2 separate regions of the Canis lupus genome follow, and region 1 is linked to region 2. The links are chromatin contacts, called in public Hi-C maps. All regions are on one chromosome and are shown on one strand. Each heading gives the region's core, a stretch centred on a gene start, on an enhancer-like site or on the middle of the called end of the contact. The rest is flanking DNA. Distances are from core to core; before and after follow the strand shown.

Region 1 (5,203 bases), core at 1,628-4,127, 1.1 Mb after region 2:
AATAAAAATCAACTCTCTCAGAATAAAAGAAGGCCAAACCACCTGGTCAAAGGGGGTTTTGTTTTGTGATGCTTTGTTTTGCTTTAATGTTTTTAGTAATTCAGATGCTGCAAGTCGATTGTGGTGAGTGTGTCTGTAAAAAAGTCAAAGCTGTCAGCTGAAATATCTACGGGACTGTCGAGGGAACCTGGCAAACTGGGCGAGACTGCATCTGAAAGCTGCAGGCAGGAATCTGTGGAAAAAACGTTAAAGTCCTGCAAAGAGGGGACCTCCAGGGTCTCGGGACTGTCATTGTTTAGACCAGAGCCACAGTTCTGGCCCATTGTTGACAAGCAGTTAGAAACAGTGGGTGACTGGTGCTGAAAATGTTTCAGATTTTTCTCATTGCTGGTTAAAGGCGAAACTGGGAAACTTTGGGAGTCGCCATTGTGTCCATTGGGAGCCTGCTGCTGAGAGAGGGCATTTTGCTGAAAAGTGTAACCTTCTCTCTCCAGAAGGGCCCCGGAGACGCTGAGGGCTTGCTCAAAGAGAGACTTCTCTTCCTCGTCCTCCTCCACTTTCTCAGAGTCTTCGAGGCTTTTAAATTTCCCTTCGCTGTTCTGGTTCTCCTTGCACTGGGTCTGCCTCTTGTGCTTCATCCTCCGGTTCTGAAACCACACTTTCACTTGTCTCTCAGTCAAATCCAGCAGCGCTGCAATTTCCACCCTTCGGGGTCTGCAAAGGTACTTGTTGAAATGAAATTCTTTCTCCAGCTCCAAAAGCTGCGTGTTGGTGTAAGCAGTTCTCAGGCGCCGGGAGCCCCCGCCGCTGCCATCGGCGATTTCCAGGGATTCTGCGGAAAAGGAAACCAACAAGAGACACACGCACAGTTGGAGGTGGAGGGGTCCGAGCGGGGTTATTCCACTGGAGAATAAATATAGCAGAAAAGATCAACTGCAACAAAATGGCCGCCCCTGGATGCAGGAGAGCTATTGTGCTGCCTTTCCTGGGAGCCCAGCCCGGGGAGACCCCATCTCTTCCACCTCCATCAAATTCCTGCCTGTGGCTCCCCCCAACCTCTCCATCCGGGAGCAAACTTTATATTAGCCACACCACAATTTATAATTAATGCATCAGCTGCTTAGCTGAGCAAGAGCGATCTATCACTCTTCATTACTGTCAAAAAGCCAAACTCTAGGACAACTAGACAAGAGGAGGTCAGTTCCAACTCAAATAAATCATCCCACATTACACAAGTTAGGGAAAGTTTTCGCCCCCCTCTTCTTAAAAATATATGTGTGTCTCATTGTGCAGCGCAGGATCCCTTTTCTCTCCATCAAACCCACTCCTGAGCCCACAGGGGAAGGGAAGGCAGCCAAGCATCTCTCCTCTCTCCCCCTGCTCTCCCAGCCCACGCTCCCCTCCCCCAGAGCGGCTCCCCGGGCAGCCCGGGCGGGGAGAAGGGGTCCCGGGACCTGGGGCCAAGTCTTTGGACTGACCTTTGTGGCCGAGGCAGGCAGGGCCGGTGGCGGCGGCGGCGGCGGCGGCGGCGGGCGGCAGCGCGGTTTTCTTGGCCGCCTTCTTCTCCTTCATCCAGGGGTACTCGGGCGGCTGCAGGGCGCCGGCGGGCACCGGACTGCCGCGGCTGCCCGCGGGGCTCGGCTTGGGGCGGCCGCCAGCGCCGTGGCGAGGGTGACTGCCCGGGTTCAGGCTGGGAATGGTCTGCTCAAAAGGAGGAGGAATCAGTGTCGAGTGTGAAAGCGTCGAGGTCTTGATTGATGAACTTTGAAATGTATCAGCGACAGGGGGAAAAGATGTCAGGCACTCAGCGAGCGACGGCTGGCTATTGATAAAACCAATCTCTCGCTCAAATTCGTAATTCATGGCCTTCTCCTTGGAGCCCCCTCGGAGAAAAAGTTCCCTCTTCTGGAGGGGCTTTGGGGGGGCAAGGCCCAAGAAAAAGACGAGAGCAGAGGAAAAAAAAAATCTATCATAGAAGATCGCTGCTGGGGTGTTTTTTTTCTAATTCACTGATTACAGCCGTATGGGGACCGCGCTACTATTAAACTATTGAATTCATGGAGACAAGGTTGAAATTGGACCGAATTGGCTGTCACATGATTGCTTCTGCCCAATGACAATTTGGGCTTTAATCAAAAGAAGCCACTGTCTGTTTGATTGATCCAAAAAAGTCGGGAAGGAACGCCTCATTGGGGGCCAGCGAGGCTTTATTTACACTTTTTTCAGGGCAAAAATACATATAGGTGGGTGTGGGTGGGGATGCCCGGGAGTGCGTGGGGGCCAGGGTGCCTGCCTGCCTCCTGATCTGCACAGATCTGGTGTGCGCGCCTGGGAGTGTGTGGAGTGTGAGTGTGTGCGAGTGTGAGCCCTGCTGCCGGCCCGCCGGCGGCTGCCCTCTGCCTCCCCCGCACACTCCGCGCATTGTTTGGGACTGTCGGGAAGACGCCTCGCACCTCACAAATCATTTAAGCACCTCAGTCTGACGCCTGCAGTCATTAACAAAGTAATCCATTAATCTTCAAAGTTTTGACACCCGAGAGCCCCGCATCCCAGCCACATAAGTTCTGTTAAGGCAGGAGGAAGGAGCAGAGGGAGAGGAGAGATGAGACAGGGAGAAGAAAGAGAGAGGGTGAGGGAGGGAGGGGGGGGGGGGGAGAGAGAGAGAGAGAGAGAAGGAGAGAGAAGGAGAGGAAGAGAGGAGACACAGAAGAGAGGATTCATTTTGGGGTCTCCCCTCTTTTATTCCCCTTTTCCTCCTCCGCCTTTTCTAACCAGTTCCTGGATCTCACAAGTGATCCTTGTTTTCCTTCCTCTCTGTCTTTACCTCTTTTCATCTTTTTTTCCCTCTTCTCCCCTCTCCCCTTCCCTCTCACTTCTGTCCACCTCTCCTTCCCCCAAACCCCTCCCGCATGCCCTCGCCCCCCTCCCAAAGCCCAGCTCCGAGTCCTCGCCCCCGGACCCGGACCCGGCCCATTGTTAGCCGGCTTTTCCAGGGCAGCTAGGCATCTGGCTCCAGAGGGAAGCGGAAGACGGGAGGCGGCTCTCAAAGCTTCCCAACCTTCCTGTGCCATCAACTTTTCAGGAGTGGCTCGAGAAAGATAGATGCATGTGCCAAGCAAGACAACAACCCCAGGTCCATGTGTCCAAATCCCTGTAGCCAGGGCGGCGGCCAACCAAAGCAATGCCACCCGGAGCAGGCTCCTGCGGCTCCTGGCATTCTGGGTTTCATACCCGTAGGGCTCGGGTGCGGTGAGTATTTCTGATTTCCAGGAAGTCTGTTGGAAGTTAGCAGCAGGGAGGGAGAAGGCGCTTGTTCCTCTTCTTCCTTCCTTCCTTTCTTTCTTTCTCTTTTTCTTTTTCTTTTCCTCTCCTTCTCCTGGTCCTTTTCGCTCTGATTGGGGGCTTGTGCGTTCAGATGCAATGTGTGTTCCCTGGCAGCCCAAATCGTCTCCCGCACCTTTCTGCTCCTTGGCCACCAGCGATGTTTGCACTCAGGTTCTGCTGTGGGAAACAGCACCGCAGGTGAGAGAGGGCAACCTCAGGAGGAATTATAAAGGTTCTCTTTTCTCTGTTCACTCGCTCTCTTTTCCAATTCGGAGACTTGAGACTGAGGGCATCTTGGACTGTGCTGGAGGGTTCAAAAGATAACACCTTTAGGAATCAAACAGTAACTTTTTACAAATCCACCAAGCCAGAAGGAGGGGAGGAGGCTGAGAGAGAAATCTGAAGGTATCTCTTTTCCCTCAAACCCTGAGGATGATGATTCGCTTTTGCTTCCTTTGAAATGGACCAAGTGATCAGACTCCCCCAGGCCGGCAGGCATCCGTGGCAGGAAAATAAATCATTCTGATGGCCAGGGAGAGAGAGGTTGGTGGGGGAGAAAAATCTACGTAGAAAACAAGAAAGGCCGACCGCAGCACAAGGCTAGGACTCCATTTCTGAGGCCAGCATCAAAGGAGGCTTGGGTTGGAAATTAGATATAAAGCGGCCTCCATCATTGACTAGCCCAGAGCATCGCCTTACAGATAGAGATGCTATTTTGGAAAATGTGAGGTTTTTCAGTTTTCTTGCTTTTATTCCAAACAAAGCTCTGAAGGAAGTCTGGGCGCGATCAATCTTGCTCACCAAAAGCCTTGACAGCTTCTGGCCCTTAAGAACACATTTCAGCTTCGAGCTCTTTCCAAGATCAAATGTGGCCGAGCAAAGAGGAGAGCAGGAAACGCAAGTAAACAAGGAAAACTAGTCTTTTTAAAGATATCTTTTTGGCAGCAGGAAGAGTTATAAGGCTGCTTTTAGGAAAGGTGCTTTGCACATTCTGGGATAGTGGCTTTTGGCATTTGCTTTTACCAGAAATAATATTGAGGGGCTAAGGGGAGGGGGAGCTATGGAGAGGGAGCAGCGCTGCCCCCATATCGCTGAGGCTTTGTCAGGGGCTGCGTGGGTGAGAGCTTTCTGCTCGCCTCAGCGGCCTTAATTCAAATACCATCTGGAAGCAAACCCTTTTCTTTGCCCATTCAACATTGAAATCTTCCCCAAATCTGTTACTTTAACTCAGGAATATTTTAATAAGGACTTATTTTTAATATCTTTGAAGCTGGAGGTGAGATCAATATTTTTTTTCTCTTTGAAACCCAAAATGAATGTTTTGACTGCCAAGATATGGGAAATGATATTGGAATCTCATTTAAAAATCTGTGCCCTGAGGGAAGGAGGATGCCTCCAAACCAGTCCCCTCTCAAATAAACAGCAGATTTTAGAAATGGGTTCAAATAGTGGTATCTATGCAAGATTTTGCTCTGTGAATGGATAGCACTCGCTCACTGGCTCTCTCCCTTTCTCGATCTCTCGCTCTGTCTCGTGTGCTCTCTCCACTGTTCCTTATATTACTAGGTAATTTTATACAGTTCTGTAAAATTTTTACTCATAAGAGGATTCTGTGGTTGCTTAGCCTGCTCAGTTCATATCTGAACAAGCAAAAGACTGGAAGCTCCGGTCCTCACAAAGGTTGGTTTTCCAGCCTCTGCATTTCTGAGGTGCGCCATATTTCGGCAGGGAGGTTGGGGTGGGGTGAGGAGCAAATCTACTCAAACTCTTTTTTTTTTTTTTTAATGTGTATCAGGAGCCCAAGAACAGATGTGGGAGAAGCATCTCTGGCTGTGAGAGAAACACCCAGATCTCTACAGCTGCCTGGCTTTGCATCTTC
Region 2 (5,637 bases), core at 1,990-4,489:
TCTTCTCTATCTGTAATCGGGGTCCCCAAATAGGCCCCTAAAAGAGCTTCCCAGCTCTAACAGCAGCTCCACCGAACCTCGGACCCATGCGTCCAGCCAAGCTCTGCTCCCGGGAAGACCTCTCGCTGGGAGGTTTAGCTGCACCCTACAAGGCATTTTAATGCTTAAGAGGCCCTGAAAAAAACACCCTCAGAAACCCAACAGCTTCCCATCCTTATCTTTTTAACTTGCTCGGAGTTGTGCTTAAGGTGAACACTTTGCTTTAAGGAAATGTGTTTGCAAACACTTTCACTGGATGAGTGTTTTATTCGCAAACTTTTCCCGGGCAAAATCTCAAGAGTTAAGTGTTTCGCACTAAAAGCAACAACCAACAAAGTTTATTTTCGCATAATATGTAGCTCCTTAACAGTGCGAGTACGTTCTCACTTCATTTAGCTGTAAAATATAAAAGTGTTGGTTTTCCATTTTTCTAAATTACTGACGGGGCACGGGGAGGGTGGCGGGGGAGGTCGGGGAGGTACAGGGTCTAGGAGGAGATCCTTAATGCCATCTGGCGGTGCCATGCGGAATTTCGCTGAAGAAGCCAAATTTACTGACCATATGTGCCTAGAGTGGGCTTCTCCAGGGAAAGGCTTTGTAAATCTCCTCCTTTTGAAATCAAGGGGGGGAAACAGCCTCCTTCTCGAAGATTAAATTTAAAAACAGATTCCCTGTCTTGGTGGGAATGGAGAGGGAAATTCGGTGCGTTGGAAGCCCACAGTTACACAGATTTCTGGCTTAAACTATCATACGTGTGCACGGCATAGCTCTTATATTTAGGGGGGAAAAGGATGCATTTATATTTCGGTGACATAGAAGTTTGGGAACGGCCAAGACGAGCTGTAGAGTTGAACATTTTGCTGCATTTATTCAGAGCCGGCAACTGTGCAATACCCACCACTGAACACGTGAGGGCGTGCTCAAGCATCGCTGGCCCCTGGTAATTCGACACCTTCCTTTATTTGCATGAACTGCTTTGATTGGACGTTAGGCTTTTAAAACATCAATTCTACGTCAAATCGTTGTCAACCAATCAGCAACCGACTCCAGCGTGATTGGTTTCTCTGGTAGGTGTCAATCATCTGAAATTTGCATACTAGTCCTTGGGTCGCTAGGAGCCTGTCAGTCGGCTGTGGCAGCTGGACAGGAAAGAATCCGACGGAGAAGAATGAAAAATCACTTTGTTCTAACGATACGAAAGAAAAGTATTCTTTTGCTCCTTACTTTAAAATAAATTTAAGTGCGTATTTACCTAATAAAATAAAGACATCCAATTAAACAAAAACAATTATCCAAGCCTTGTTTACCAATTTTATTTGATGCTTGCTGCTTTGAAATATTGATAAGTAGTAGTCAAAGGCAAAATAAAAAGCAAAGAGAATATTAATACTAATAATTATGTATCGTAAATGATTATTTCAAAATTTCAGGAGAGCATGAGGCCTCGGAATAAAAGTACTGTGATAGTGTTTTTAAGAACACTGCTTTCAATACTTAGGCAAGCTGAAAGCACTGCTTCAAAAGAAAAAAAAAATGCACCAACGGGAAAATTTTAAAAGAACATTATTTTGCTTTTAACAGTCATATATCTCTCACACTCTGCTTTTTATCTATTTTACCGTGCACTCAACAGACAGGACGGTAGTTGAATGGAGCATCTGTAATACTTGTATTTGTACTTTCCTTCCCCCACACACACACACACACTCCAGAATGAAAACAAAGGGGAAAAAAAAAATCTCAGGGCCTACTAAGAGCTCACTGCCCATTTTCAATCTCAGAATTCGTAAAACCGAAGCTTTAATTTGCTAGCGACAAAACTCACCCTGGGCGACTGTCATTTTAAAAAAAAAAAAATGTTCACCGCTATAAAACCTTTACTATCTCCCTAAAATATATGCAAACACGAAGCATCGAACTAACAGGTTGTGATAGGAAAACACCCTCCAGCCTTTCCGCCCAGCTCCAACACACCGAAGAAACTTGTCCGAGAGGAGAATTTGGATGCAACAGGGCAACGGAGCCACGTTTCTCCTAACCCGCGGAGCCAGCCCTCGGCTCTCAAGAATTTTGTACGAGGCGTTAACAACCACAGTGCAATAGGCTGCAGTCGTTTCTATGACACGAGCCAGGTTGGGAAATTAATTTTAAACTTCACATTCAATCACTAGCGAATTTTGCCCCCCCTCCCCGGTCGGTATTTTATTTATTTTTGACACTCGTGTCTTACGGGTTGCTACGTATTTCCAGTTTTGTTTTTCTTTCCTCTTTCATTTTTTTTTTTTTTTTACTTCTTTCTCCCTTTCTTTTTGACTTTTTGCTTTTTTCCCGTTTTTTGTTTTTTTTTTTTTTTTCCTTTCTTTCTTTCTTTCAGTTAGGGATTACCACCGAATTTCCGGCGTCTCTGGCAAGTTGGTCCTGATTTGCATGACTACGAGGGACTCAGATGTGCTCGCGCCCGCGTGTACCCGAGCCTGCAGGGGACCGGGCTGGGTGGGAGCTGAGCAAAGGTGGGCAAGAGGTGTGTGGGCTGTGATTTAGTGCGCGCTTCGCAGGAAATGCACACACCGACACAGCGGCAAAATCACATCTCTTCCCGGGTATTTTTAAGTATCTTCTTCAAACACAGTGGAGCATGCCTTCTACTTCTCCTTGCTCCCTTTCCAATTAGCCTACTGCTGGAGACCCTCCCTAAATCGCTTCCAGGCCGTCTCCCAAGCCCGGGGAGTCTAGGTCTGTAACTGTCAGCCCTTCTGACTCAGCGGAAAATGCCCGCGAAGAGGACTGCACCCACAGAGCGGGCAGAGGCAGCCTCAATTCGAGCACTCTTCGCCACCACTATCACCACCAGCACCCCCGCGCCCCCAGCACCCCGCCGCCACCCACTCTCACGCACGCGCAGGCGCGCACAGCTGTCAATCACACGCTCACGCCACAGGGAGCATGCGCACTGCTAGACTCCTGCCCCCGCCGACGCCACGCCCCCTCCGCGCGTCACCTAGCCTGACAGACCAATAAGAGGGCGGACTGGGGGGGCCGGGCTACAGGGAAGCAGCCAATGAGGACGCGGTTGGGAGTCAAGGTTTGAGAGGAGTAAATCCTCCCGTGCTCCACGTTCAGTCGCGCCCGCGATGATTTATGCGTCCCTTTTATTATTTGTAACACTTTGGGAAGTTATTAAAAGGAAGATCTACTGCTTCCTCTTTTTTCGGGTGGAACTGGATGGCAATTTTGTCACTGGCCCCTATTAGGGAAGAGCGAGGCGCGGTGGAAGGCGGTTGGATGCTGGGTTTGTTTGTGTGAGTCCTGTTTTTTATTACAAGACAGATTATCCTTTTCATTACAAGCTGTAGACAGGGCCAACTTAGAAGGTCCTCGTGGCCGAATGATCTTCGATCTCAGGGAGCTGAAACCTGATGCCTTTCGACTTTCTTGTCTGTACTCTTGGCGTTGGGAAGAGCCCCTTAGGAAGGTGTTGCAACCTTTGGTTGCAAGAAAAAGAAATAAGCAACCCCCCCCCACCCCACCCCCCCCCCACCACCACCTCTGCCTTAACACCGAGTAAACCTCGGCCTTTTTCCGCTTGGATGCTCATTAAGAGTTAGTTGACTTTGTAGCGGATGCAATAAAACTTGGATGGTTTCAGGCCCCAAACAATCCTGGTTTCTGTTTTTCTCTCGCCCCAACCACACCCCCAAGGAAATTGCCTTTTCAGCAGGCGCCTGCGGGAAAAAACCGCAGGAGACAGATTCCCCCTGGAGACCTGCAGTTTGGGGGCTAGGGGGAGGCGAGTGCGGGCGGCGGGGCGGGGGGAGGCGGGTGGCGGGAGAGGAGTCTAAAGGTATGGAAATAAAGGGGGGCCAAGGTAAGAGCGCCAGGCGGCAAGGGAGATCTTTCCCGTCCGAGTTTGAATACTCTGGTCAACTAGGAGAGGAATCCACAAACCTGCTGTACCTGGAGGACGCGCTGAGAAGTTAATGGTCACCCACAGAGCCACTGATCACCCCAACCCTGGCTGGGCTTCTGCTCTGCGAAGGAAGATCCATCCCTGAGAGTGGAACAAACGAGAAGGAGCCAAAAGAAAAAGGAAAAAAAAGGGGGGGGGGGGACTTAAATTTACTACTCCCCACCTCCAAATATAAATAACAGATTCTAGCGTAAAACACGATTCCAAGAAGTCAGAGGGGACAGACACTATGTTGCCTCCGTTCACTAGGTCACAGTCAGGAACTTCAGTCTCTGGTCTGGAAGGGTTTTTTTTTTTTTTTTTTTTCATTTTCCTTTTCTCTTTCTTTTTTTTTTTTTAATTATGAAAATCCATATAGGGAAAGTTGCTGGGGGATAGGAGTGGGGTGATGAGAGACCTAGGGAGGAGTTGGAGGAGGCGGGCAGAAAGAATCAAGAACCGTTTGATCGCAGGGCTGAGTTGAAGGAAAACAAAACCGTGAACTTCAAAGCTCGAGCCTAATCCCCTTCAGGTTAATTTCTGCTTCCTAAAAAGTTGATCAGGGTCATAAATCACCTGCCCCGCCCCTGCCGCTCCCGGCTAAGCTCCCGAGGGGTTCTCCCGCTGCCGCCCGCCACTGGGGCGCAGCGGGATTCTCCAGCAGGAGGTCGACTGAGACCCAGGCCTCCCGGGACCGGAGGGCTCCTGGGGCTGGGTGGGCGGACGGAGGCGTGGGAACCCGCTTAACCGGAGGAGATAAGGGTCTCAAGAAGAGCTGGAAAGGGTACAGACCCGACTGTGGAGGTGGCCTCTGCAGATGCAGCTTCCCTGCCACCCGGTCCTAAAGTAAAACCCCACCCTCAAGTGTGTCTGGAACACTGTTTGAAGACGGTTACAGCGTGTTTAGAGATTTGCAAAGCTCTGCCGAGCAGTAAAGATTAGAAGAAAGGCCTGCCTGAGATCTGTCAAATGACTTCCGGTAGCAAGGCTCCCTTTAAACTCGGGCGAGCCCTGCAGCCTCTGATCTTGGCTCGGTCCCGGCCTGTAACTCCACGCTAGACACCGCGCTAGGGGCACCGCGGGACCAGGCGAGCGCTCTGGAGGGGGCCCTGCTTTGGGGATGTGATGGTAAAAGTCAAGTCGAGCCTTTTCCACAGGCTTTTCCGCGCTAAAAGCCCCAAATGTGAACTAAACAACTTGCAGTTGACTGTTAGATTAGGGGGAAATGTCACCTGAAGGCCGGCCCTCCCTAAATGAAAGCCATCCGAGTGGCGGTCAGGGAGACGACCTGCGCTGGAAGGCCAGGAAGGTCTTCATCAGAAAGGCCCACATTCCCAGCAGCAACAACAACTAAACAGAATTTTAAAATCAAGCCCAACACCGTTTGTCAAAAGTCTAAGAGGCAGTGATCCTTGTAGTCCTTGGTCGCTTAGTGGGCTGCAGCTCGTAGGAATTCTCGGCTTTCCGGGATTCTTCCCAGGCGGGCATTAACGTGGGATGTCTTTCCTCTGAGAATGACAGCTAGTGTGCTTCTGCATGTCCCCCAGAGCTGCACTCAGATCGCGCATGGGATGCGACTGTCGCAGAACCAACCCAAACATGGAGTTTACAGCTGGTGCTCACCCAGGCCAAAATAACTAAAGGAGCTGTGG

The links. Hi-C and Micro-C count contacts between places; a contact is called where the count stands out from the background.
Region 1: a contact with region 2 is called in a Hi-C map of skin fibroblasts, with 7 times the contacts expected there. The contact joins the promoter of HOXA2 here to the enhancer-like site in region 2. A contact is called at or near these places in 2 of 9 Hi-C or Micro-C datasets (amygdala and skin fibroblasts).

What each region holds. Positions count from the first base shown.
Region 1 is chr14:40,370,896-40,376,098 of UU_Cfam_GSD_1.0, forward strand. HOXA2 (homeobox protein Hox-A2) reads right to left here and starts at 2,878. Exons shown (of 2, transcript XM_038557170.1): 1 at 1,479-2,878; 2 at 57-832. The coding sequence starts at 1,863. The coding sequence ends at 93. LOC119866384 (a long non-coding RNA gene) reads left to right here and starts at 2,671. Exons shown (of 2, transcript XR_005369609.1): 1 at 2,671-3,249; 2 at 5,120-5,203.
Region 2 is chr14:39,310,147-39,315,783 of UU_Cfam_GSD_1.0, forward strand. No RefSeq gene overlaps it. Among named protein-coding and RNA genes, the nearest start is that of MIR148A, 81 kb to the right of the region's middle. Within about 2 kb of position 3,240, at least 9 of the 20 cell types and tissues checked have an H3K27ac peak or open chromatin away from gene starts, as enhancers often do.